2 separate regions of the Hordeum vulgare genome follow, and region 2 is linked to region 1. Evidence: chromatin contacts called from public Hi-C data. All regions are on one chromosome and are shown on one strand. The core of a region is the stretch at or near the end of the contact, and the rest is flanking DNA. Distances in the headings are between cores, read along the strand shown. Region 1 holds the start of LOC123444687 (RING-H2 finger protein ATL74-like). Region 2 holds the start of LOC123444697 (expansin-A4).

The links. Hi-C and Micro-C count contacts between places; a contact is called where the count stands out from the background.
Region 2: a Hi-C map of seedling shows a contact between it and region 1, with 3 times the contacts expected there. The contact joins the promoter of LOC123444697 here to the promoter of LOC123444687 in region 1. A contact is called at or near these places in 2 of 6 Hi-C or Micro-C datasets (leaf and seedling).

The regions. Positions count from the first base shown.
Region 1 is chr1H:453,421,966-453,427,482 of MorexV3_pseudomolecules_assembly, reverse strand. LOC123444687 (RING-H2 finger protein ATL74-like) reads left to right here and starts at 1,986. Exons shown (of 1, transcript XM_045121497.1): 1 at 1,986-2,879. The coding sequence starts at 2,026. The coding sequence ends at 2,625.
Region 2 is chr1H:453,809,845-453,814,942 of MorexV3_pseudomolecules_assembly, reverse strand. It overlaps LOC123444697 (expansin-A4), which reads right to left and starts at 1,482. Exons shown (of 3, transcript XM_045121509.1): 1 at 1,056-1,482; 2 at 641-953; 3 at 1-305. The coding sequence starts at 1,194. The coding sequence ends at 2.

The sequences.
Region 1 (5,517 bases), core at 737-3,236:
TTTTCTTTTTTGCGAGCAGCCTTGTTGGCTCGCGCAACTTCCCTGTCCTCCGCCGTTTTAGGCGGTAGAGTGGCCCCGGTAGCACTGGCTTCCTCCACGACCTCTTGAGGAACCTCCTTCCACATCGGTCCCGAATTGTTCCTGCCAAAGTTGCGTACTCCACCGACGCCTCTTTGCCGAAAATTTGCACCTCGAGCACCCTCCACAAAATTACCTTGGGGGGTAGGAAGGGACCATACTGATTAGCACCTCCCCCGGGACCTCCTACGGTGCGACTCCCACCCGGACCGCCGGCATACTCGTTCCATTGATTTGGGTACCCTCTGTAACCTTGGTATCCCCCACCGCCACCGCGGTGAAGTCCTCTAGACCCACCTCGTCCTGCAGCAGGAGCGCCGCGCCCATGGGTGGGAGGACGCTGCTCTCCCTGCCGCGAGCCAGCAGCAACAACCGAAGCACTCGGCCCTGCTGCAGCAGCAGCTTCCCCAGCGACAGAGACAGTCGACCCTGGCGCAGCGACATGTGCTGCCGCAGGCGCTGTCGCCCCGGTCGTCATCGCCACCTGCGACACCACGGGTGGTGATTGCCTCGCCGCCATAGGTTGCAGCGCTGGAATACGCGAAGCCTTAGAAAACCGCGATGGGAAACCTGGTGTAGGATTTCTTCTATCGCTAGGCCGAGAGTCTCCCGACCGCATCCAATCTCCGTGGTCCTGCGATCGGTATTGGAGTTAAAAAGATTATCGCCAGAGATAGAATCAGACTCGTTCCCTGGTAAAGCATCGCCGAGCAGGACTCGTATATCAGCTTGGGTCGTATACCCAGCTGTATCAGGTCCAGCAGGCTGCAAAACCGCCCCCTGTAGCTGGTCAATTAATGATCTCAAACGTATCTCCCTCGCCTCTCGGATCCCACGATCCGGTCTGGCCGAGGTTGTGGCCGGCCGCCGCTGTAGTGCCGCCGACTGTCAACATTCCTTCTTGACTGGCACGTGTTTCCAAGAATCGATAAAATCCGCTAAAGTTAGTGATGGTAGACGTACCTTAGGTAATGGCCCCTTCCAAGGTCTAACCGCGTTTGCCGAAGTTCGCCGGTGAACCACCCGACGGAGAACCTCCACCTTGTCATCGTTGTTGTCCTAAAGCCCCTTCCAAGCCTCGTCGGACTGTGGAACGAATTCGTCGATGAACTTTGCAACCTGCTCCTTGGAGTATCCGACCAAAATGAATTCACAAAACGAGGTAGGAGGGTGTAGGAGAAAATGCCGGTTGGTCATCTTCGTCGTTGCAATCCATCTCCTCGTTTGCGAGTGCCCAAAACCGACCGCTGACGCGACCGGATACAGAGCTGCCCGGCGGCGAAGCCATCTCATGGCCTAACCCCCCCCCCCCCCCCCCTCTCCCCCGGTCGCGTGCAGATCGCCCCAGATCGCCCCTCCACAATTTTCGGAGGTGGTTGCTGTGGTCAGTGTTTCACGTCTAACAACTCCCTTATGGAATCATATTTGCTATGTTGGACCGTAGATGCTCTTAAACTTGCAGCGAACCGTTTGTTCGCCGGCGCACGGCAAGTTGGCTGTCGAGAGATGCAGATACCCAACTCCAAAGCCCCGGGTTCGTTCGCTGTATGCACGCAAGGAAAGCCCACGCGGAGGAGATCCTTCCTAGCCCCGTATTGCCTCCAACCCCAAAGCGACCAAAAGGCTTGTGCACCCGGCCGCACTCACGCGCGTGTCCCTATCCCTGCACCAGCTGCAGGGTGCAACTGGCGCCCTTTTCCAAAGTACACCCGCGCAACCCCCCCAAGAACAATGGTGCGCGCCGGGACCGCGCCCTCTTATATATACTCCACCAACGGAGCAGAGAGTGACAGACACGAACAGCAGCTACCACGGGCATCAATCCAGTTCGAATAGCTTCCAACGGTGGCCTGGCGAACTCATCTCCGATCGAGCGAGCTGGGTGGACATCTCCCTCGCTCTCTCTCTCTCTCTCTCTCTCTCTCTCTCTGGTTAACTCCATCGACCATGGGTCGTCCTGACTCGGAGGCGCCGACGTCGAGCATCGCCGCGGGGCTGGCTGTTCACCGCGACCACGCCCACGCCCACGGAAGAGGCGGAGGCGCGGCGCCGCCAGCGGCGCCAGACTCGCCCTTCGACACCAACGTGGTGATCATCCTGGCGGCGCTCTTCTTCGCGCTGCTCTTCGCCATCGGGCTCAACTCGCTGGCGCGGTGCGCGCTCCGGTATGTGGGCCGTGGTGCCGCTGCCGCCGCCGGCGCCGCCGGCGAGGGAGGTGCGACGGCGCGGGGTGGGAGCCGTGGAGGCAGCGGCATCAAGAGGCGCGTGCTGAGGAGCCTCCCCGTGGAAGTGTACGGCTCCGGAGAGGTCATCGACGACGTGTGCGCCATCTGCCTCGGCGAGTTCGTGGACGGCGAGAAGGTGCGCGTGCTGCCGCGGTGCGCGCACGGGTTCCACGTCCGGTGCGTCGACGCCTGGCTGGTGTCCCACGGCTCCTGCCCCACCTGCCGGCAGCCGGTGATCGAGGGCGCGCCCGCGAAGGGCGGCAGCAGCGGCCGAAGCCAGCAGCCGGCAGGCACCGAAATGATCGCTGTGGTCATCGTGTGAGTCCATCGGGCACCGAAGCATGCCACTGCCTTGCCTGCCGGCACAGCACAACAACAAGGAAGCAAAGCTCTGCATGCCCAAGCTCAACAAGTGCCACCATTTTCCGGCAACGATTGCCATGCTTGCCAGGCGCTGCTTGCTAGCGGAACGCACAGCATGATCGAAGTGCTGAATTGCACATGTAAATATTCGACGGCGCGGAACACTGTACTGGCAACCTGACATACCATGAGTAAAAAGTTTTGCTGGATCAATCTGCTCCCTTGTCCCCCTTCCCGCCGCCGTCGGCGGCATGGGCGCCCGTCCCCCTTTTCGGCGCGCCGGGGACGCACAGGTCTGACGAGTGACCGCTAGATGAAGCGCTGATCCGCGCGCGAGCCAACCACCTGTGCAATTGCAACGTGCGTGCGTGCGTGCGTCCTAACGGCGTGCCTTAGCCCGCACGCGACGGCGATCGATCGGCGCGCGCAACCGCCGGGATAACTCCGTCGCGCCAACCCCCGAGATCGCCACGTCCAGCGGCACCCGGCGCCCGTCGTCGTCACCCGGCGCGCACGCGATTCAGGCATCCCCGCTCGGATCGGATTAGTGGGGGTGGCCCCTGACGTGGATGGATCCACGACGACTGACGTTCAGTTCAACCACTTGGATGCTACGCGGGTTAGCTGAATAAGTTCCCCGTCAGCTTCACCCGTCCCGTTCTGCCTTTGCCGACTAAAACTGTCTCGGGAGCTACCACTTCCGTGGCAAAAGGAAGAGAAAGATGCCACGTCCGTGGCAACATATGCACATGTACATACGTGACTGGTTACTCGAGTACTCTATTTAACCAGCCAACCATGAACCATCACGTACGCATCGTGTTGATTGGACGGTCTAGCTCGATCAGGTATCGTAAGATCCTCACGCGAGCATATGTGGCACCATTCTAGGAGTTACCGAGTTAGGACAAGCAAATGATGGAGCTCTTTACGATTACCGGCTTAATTTACTTACAGATCAGACAAACTCCCTCCAACAACGACGGCAATGATCAGACGTTCAGAGGCAAGAACAGATAGTATAATAATAACTAACTTAACATAGGTAGTCCAGCAATTGCACCCGTGGCAGCGTGGCGGGCGGGCCGCGTGGAGCGTCCTGCTCCTTCCACCGGCGCCGCTCCAGCACGCTCCACAACCAGCAGAACACCGGCTTCAGCGACTCCAACCACCGGGCCACCACCTCGTGGAGTCGCCACGAGCTCCTGCCTGAGCCTGCCGCCGGGTCCTCCCTCCGGACCTCTCGCTCTGTCCCTGCCAGAGCCGGCGCAGCCGCGGCATCAGCGGCCGGGTCTACGAACCTGGCCGGGCTCGGCTCGGAGTAGCACCGGCGCAGGATGGCGCTCTTGAGCTGCGCCTCGAACGCGAGCCGCTCGTACTCGTCCAGCAGTGTGCTGCGCCGGCCGCCGCAGCCGGCGCTCACGTCCAGGCTGTACCGCGCCAGGACGGTGCCGACGTCGCCGTCGTTGCCGTCGCCGGCGAATCCTATCGAGCTATCCATGGTAGTAGAGTACTATACGAGTACTGTTGCGCCGCCTGTACGCGCGCAATGGCAATGCCACTCGCCGTATTTAGGCACGCTCCGTCCGATGCTCGTGGTAGCCAGTGTGGTCCTCGCATCGCATGCAGCGCATTATTCTGAGCGAAAGTTGGCCCGAGCCTGGCGTCGGGGCGACGGCAAGGATCGTCGCCGGGAACGCTTCTTGCTCTGTACGGCTCGTGTAGATCAAAGGGGTGCGTCGCAACGTCGTCGCCATCTACGGCCTCCGATGGAGAGCGCATCACTGTTGACGGCTTTGTGATGATCCACCACTCAGTCTCGTTCACTGTTGTGTGCTTCGGGGGCCTGGGCCTATGCTGTACGCAAGGAACAACCGGACAACACGTTGCCTTATTGGCAAAGGGAACGGAACTTTGCACTGTGCTTCACCATAATTGCGTTGTACAGTACGAGATTCTGGCTCTCTCGCTTTAATTACCCAACAGAGAAAATTCCGTTTGCTTTTTGTTTTTGCAAACGCATCATGCAAAGTTGAAGTTGCAGACGGCCGCTGCAAGCAATCTGCTCACTTGCCCACACCGTCTTTTTTTAGGGAATGCCAACATCGTTTTCTTCGAGCAACTTTAACCGCGCTATCCAAATGAACGCCCGTTTTGTCTGCATTTTATTTGTTTTGGTCGATCCGACGGATATTCAGGTCCGCTTTTTTGAAATGAGTAAGCGATTGCGTCCAATGCTGTCATGATCCATTTTTAAGACGACGCTGGTAAGAGAAAAGAGAAAGCGAGAGAGTGATGGAATGAACCGTCTTTCTCATTAATGAATGTTGGGGTATTTATACGCAGTACAAGACGGTAACTGCATAGTCGGTTGCTAACTACACAACCGACATAAAGTATGGATTATTAGGATTTTAATTAATCCTTAAAACTTCCCCTAATCTATGCTTGACTAGGTTAATGTACAACTTTTTGATAGACTTGTCCTAATATATAGCCGTCCTTGAAAATGTTCATCATTTTCATCTTGAAAAATCCTTGTATAATCTTAAAGTCTCCTTCAAAAACCTTGTGAAAAAAATATGAAGAAAATAGTATTTGATCTGTTGTTAAAACTCTTTTAAACCCTATGGAAAAAATAAGAAGAAAATGATACAACATGTAATGATTATTGTCTCGTGATAACTCATTTGAGAAAACCTTTGTAGAAGGAGAAAACTCATATTTGAGTTTAGAGAACAATAAATATGTCTTGAGCACTTCCTTTAAAACCTGATAGGGAAAATAGAAAGCATGACATATGATCTTTGAGAAGATATTGCCTCATTAAGAAAAACATTATGAGAAACTT
Region 2 (5,098 bases), core at 233-2,732, 390 kb before region 1:
ACTAGAACTGGGCGCCCTCGAAGGTCTGGCCGAACTGCCAGCCGGCGGGCGCGGCGGCGTTGCTGGTGACGGTGCGGCCGTCGCTGGAGGTGACCCTGAAGGAGAGGCACTGGCCGTCCAGGAAGGTGTTGCTCTGCCAGTTCATGCCCCAGTTGCGGGACATGGCCTGCCAGCCGGTGCGCGTGCCCTTGATGGACACGGAGCGCGCGTCGCCGGCGCCGGCCACGTTGGTCACCAGCACCAGGTTGAAGTAGGAGTGGCCGTTGATGGTGAACCGGATGCCCCCCTTCTTCACGCACGGCACCCTGCTCGATCAATTCAACACGCGACGCGTCAGTGAGAAGAGGTAACATGCACACGGTGAGAGTGAAGTTGCGACATTAAAAGGCACGGCACAGCACATGCGCTGCACTGTAGGCGGCAGTGCTCCAGTGGAGTGGTAGCCGTGCCTATCGGTGTGCACCGTATCAAATCTGCAGCGTGGCCCCATCGAAACTTATGGACCGAACCGACCGCGGTCCCCGGCGTATCTTCATTCTTCAAGCCGACCGACGCCGCTCGTGCCCGGTCAATCAATCCATCGGTTTGGAGTGCACGATAACACGGGTACGGTAAAAAAAAATAAAAGCTCTGTTCTCACCTTCTGTAGGAGACGGGTACGATGCCGGCGCGGTACTGCGCGATGTGGAGGAAGGCCGGCTCGGCCATGTCGAAGTGGGGGCGCGGCGGGTTGCACCAGCCGCCGTCGTCGCTGGGGAGGCCGTAGTTGGGCGGGCAGAAGTTGGTGGCGGTCACCATGATGGACCCCGGCCGGCACGAGCTGCCGGCGTTGTCGCAGCGCAGCTCGTAGCACGACCCGCACGCCGCGCCGTCGTTGAACAGCGCCGTGCTCAGCGCCGCCGTGTTCGTGCCGTACCCAGTGCTGTACAGGTTACCGTACCCGCACGCCCCGCCTGCATGCAAAAACCCAACGAACAGCGTGAGCGTCTGTGTGTGTGACAGGCGTTGACACATTGAGTTCAGCTAGCAGCTGCAGCTGGCTGCCGGGGACTCACCCATCGTGCCGGAGGCGTCGCCGCCGCCGTAGAAGGTGGCATGGGCGCTCTGCCACCCGCCGTAGCCGCCGGCCGCGGCCTGTCGTGCGAGGAGGCACAAGGAGGAGAAGACGAAGAAGAGAGCGCCGGCAGCGGCCATTGCTGGGAGGGAGGGAGGGAGCTTCCTTGTATCCTCAGCAAGCTAGCTTAGCTTTCGAGGGATATGGTGTCTAAAGCTAGCTAGCTAGACTCGAAATGGCTGGTTGGCAGTGAGGAGCTACTTCCTCCCAGCCGGGGTATTTATAGCCAAAGTAAAGCTCAGTGCCGGTGGCGGTTGGGTTGCAATTGCAAGCTCGATCGGGGCCGTGCAGGTTATCAACACTTCTTCTAGATTTGGTGAGTGAGAAAGAGAAGAAGGAGAAGGAGAAGAAGGAAATGAGGAGTAGATTGAAGGCCGGCTCTGACGTGCGGGGTGACCACGGCCACGGAGGCGCGCGGCAGTTAATACATACAAATCAGGCGCACATGCGAGTGTCCTCGGCATCGGGCGCGGCGTACGTAACGGGCACCAACCGCTTGCCCGGCCGAGCGCGTGTGTGACTTGTGGTGCGAGTCGCCGTGGGGTCCGGGGGCGCCCTACCCTCCACATGCCTCTCACCGGCTGCTGAGCTGAGCCTAGCTAGGACCAGGACTCGGCCGTGAAAGAGGCCATGGATGCAGAGCATGCATGCAGAGCGTGCCTTAACTCCGTGGAACTCATGGGCGGCAAGGCGGTCGAGCAGATGTGTCCACCATCACCATGCATGGCATGCATGGCCGTGTGTGCCAGGGCCGGACCGCCGGAGGGAGGCAAGGGAGGGGAATCCGGTCATGTTCCGAGTCATGGTGCTCGGCCGCGCGGCATGGGGTGTGTCTGCTACTAGATACTCACTCATGATCGGCGTGTAACGGCGCAAGTGCATGCCGACCTTGCCCAACTTGACTGCATGCATGGTCCAGGAACGCTGCATGTGTTGGCCCGTTCGGTGAACGGGTTGTTGCAGTGGGAAGCTGACAAGGAGTAATTAGGCGATTTCAGTTACATCCTTTCTTACTACTCCTACATTTGCACATTGGAGTGAGTGAAGGTTTACTGATATGATAGCTGGGCTCAGGGTCGGCCAGCCAAACCTGGTTTACACTCTTCCAAGCGTACTGCTAATCTTGGGTTACTTACTTGGTCCTGCCGGAGAGTACGCTGGACCATCGGATACAAAAAGGAAAGCGTGGATTTGTCGGGGCGCAACGCGCATCAGCACATGAAGCTGCTCCCAATGCATGACGGATATGTAAGCGAATGAACCAACGTAGTACGTGCCACCCACACGAAGGGAATCATGCATCCATGCACGCACGCACGCACGCATGGTCCAGCGATTAGCAAGTTACCAGCACACTACCGGCTGCAATGATTAGCGCACGCTTTAAGGTTGATGCTCAATTAAGGTTTGAACAGGCAAGACTTTCCGGTGGGCTCCTGGGCCTGGAGCGCACATGGTGAGTTGGTGACTACTCACATGCTCAGTCGCTCACGTGAACGGGACGGACACGTAACATGGCTCGGCCCTGCATGGGCGAGAGCGAGGCCTGAACAGTGCACGTAAATCCAACAACAGCTTTCAGACAGGCCTTTGCATGCTACCCTGCTCATGCATGCATGCATGGCGGAGCCTCTCGTGTTTTCTAATTTTTCATCCATGGGCGAAACGATTCTTGGAAATTTTCTGTGCTGACCCTTGCATCGTCGCCTACTCGCCTCGCCTGCAAAGGCTAACATGGCACCGCCGCGCGTCGCCGGTGTCACCTGCTCTGCACGGCCATCAGTTTCAGAAAGCAACGGTTCCCGAGGCCAGCGCCTTGCCGCCGGAGTCAGGCCCCACGCCATGTTAGTTGCACATGGCCGCCCGGGCCTTCCGGCCGGCTACTCCCCCGTCCGTCACTGACCAGCCACCCCGTTGGTTGGCATCCCTCTTGGACCCGTCACGCTCCGACCAGTCAGTTGTGGTGCTCGCTCCTCCACCCGCCTCCGGGCTGGTGCAGTAATGCAGGTCCACCAGATGCTTTCATCTTATCCAGATCGAATTCCACTTGGTACGCAAGATGTATCAGGTAGTATACTTCTCGATCAGAGGTAACGCAATGTAGCAGCTACCATTGGGGACGCGGGAGAGAACCATAAGCTGACATCAAATAAGATACAAAAGGATTTATGCAAAGCTTGTGCAAAAGAGACCACAAATGTCATTCTTGAGGAGATTGGAGATAGTAAATTTGCATTACTTGTTGATGAGTCCAGAGATGCATCTATGAAGGAGCAAATGGCTATGTGTTTGAGGTCAGTACATTTGCTTGTGTGTGTGTGTTATTGTAGCCTTATAGGTGTATTTTCTTAAAGTTCTTATATATTAATCATGCTCCTTTGTCTTATGTAGGTATCTCGGCAAACGAGGGGAGGTGATTGAGAGATTCATGGCAGTTGAGCATGTTCCTGACACTAAAGCAACTTCACTGAAGGTAGCCTTGGATGGTATGTTTGGTAATCTTGGCTTATCTATGTCTAATTTGAGAGGGCAGGGTTATGATGAGGCTTCAAACATGAGAGGGGAATTTCGTGGGTTGCAAAGATTGATCTTGGAGGAAAATCCTTATGCTCATTATATACATTGTTTTGCCCATCAGTTACAATTAGTGGTTGTTGCTGTTGCCAAGTGTTGTTCATCAGTAAGGGATTTTTTTGAGTACACAAGCATGGTTGTTAACATTGTTAATGCTTCTTGTAAAAGACATGATCAATTAGCCCAAGAGCAACATGATGAAATAGTACGTCAAATAGAGTCCGGGGAACTTCTTGAGGGAAAAGGGAAAAACCAGTTCTAAAGGTATTAGAAAATTTACACAATGATGCAGATAATGTTGCCCAAAGAACCACAGCCGCGGGGTTGATAAAGCACATGGAGTCTTTTGAATTTGTTCTCATATTGCATCTTATGATTAGATTATTGGGCAAGACTAACAATCTGTCACAATGCTTGCAATTGAAAAATCAAAATATTGTACGTGCTGTGGGATTGATTGAAACCACATTGGAGGATATTCAAGAGATAAGGCAGAATGGTTGGGATGGGCTCTTCAAAGAGGTAACAGACTTTTGTGTCAAATATAACATTCTAGTGCCAAATATGGAAGATACAAGGACTGCTAATGGCCGTTCAAGGTCTTGGGGTGGGCAATTGGTAACTTACAACCATCATTTCAAAATTGAAATATTCAATGTGTTGCATGATCAACTTATTGTGGAGTTGAACAACCGCTTTGCTGAAAGGTCTACTCAATTGTTGAGATGCATTGCTTGTCTTGATCCCAAGAATTCATTTGCCAATTATAATGAAGACAAGCTAGTAGATCTTGCTAATATGTATGCTGCTGACTTCTCTACATATGAAGTTACTTTTGTCCTTAGAAACCAACTAGACTCATTCATTCCGGAAGCAAGAGGTGATCCACATTTGATGAATTGCAATGATCTTGGTCATCTTGCCATGAATATGGTTAAAAGTGATATGCACACAACTTTTCCCTTAGTTTACCGTCTGGTTGAGTTTGCATTGATTTTACCTGTTGCAACCGCAACCGTGGAAAGTGCATTCTCAGCAATGAGCATTATCAAGACCGGATTGAGGAACAAAATGGGTGATGATTGGATGAATCATAGAATGGTATGTTACATTGAGAGAGATGTATTTGTTAGTATCGAAGAATCCAAGATCATTGAGCGATTTCAAGGTTATCGCACACGTAAAGGTGTTTTGCCTCGTCCAACACGTAAGTATTCACATTTTGCATCTATTGTTAATCACATTTGCCTGCTATATTATGTACTGATTCGCATTTCAAAATTTTGATGATTGAAGGTTTAGCGATGTCTGCTATTGAAGATGTAGTCATGGGAGGCTCAGATCAACCAATCATTTGATTTGGTATCAATCTTCTGTATCATTTATCTATGCCACATATTGTCTTTTGAT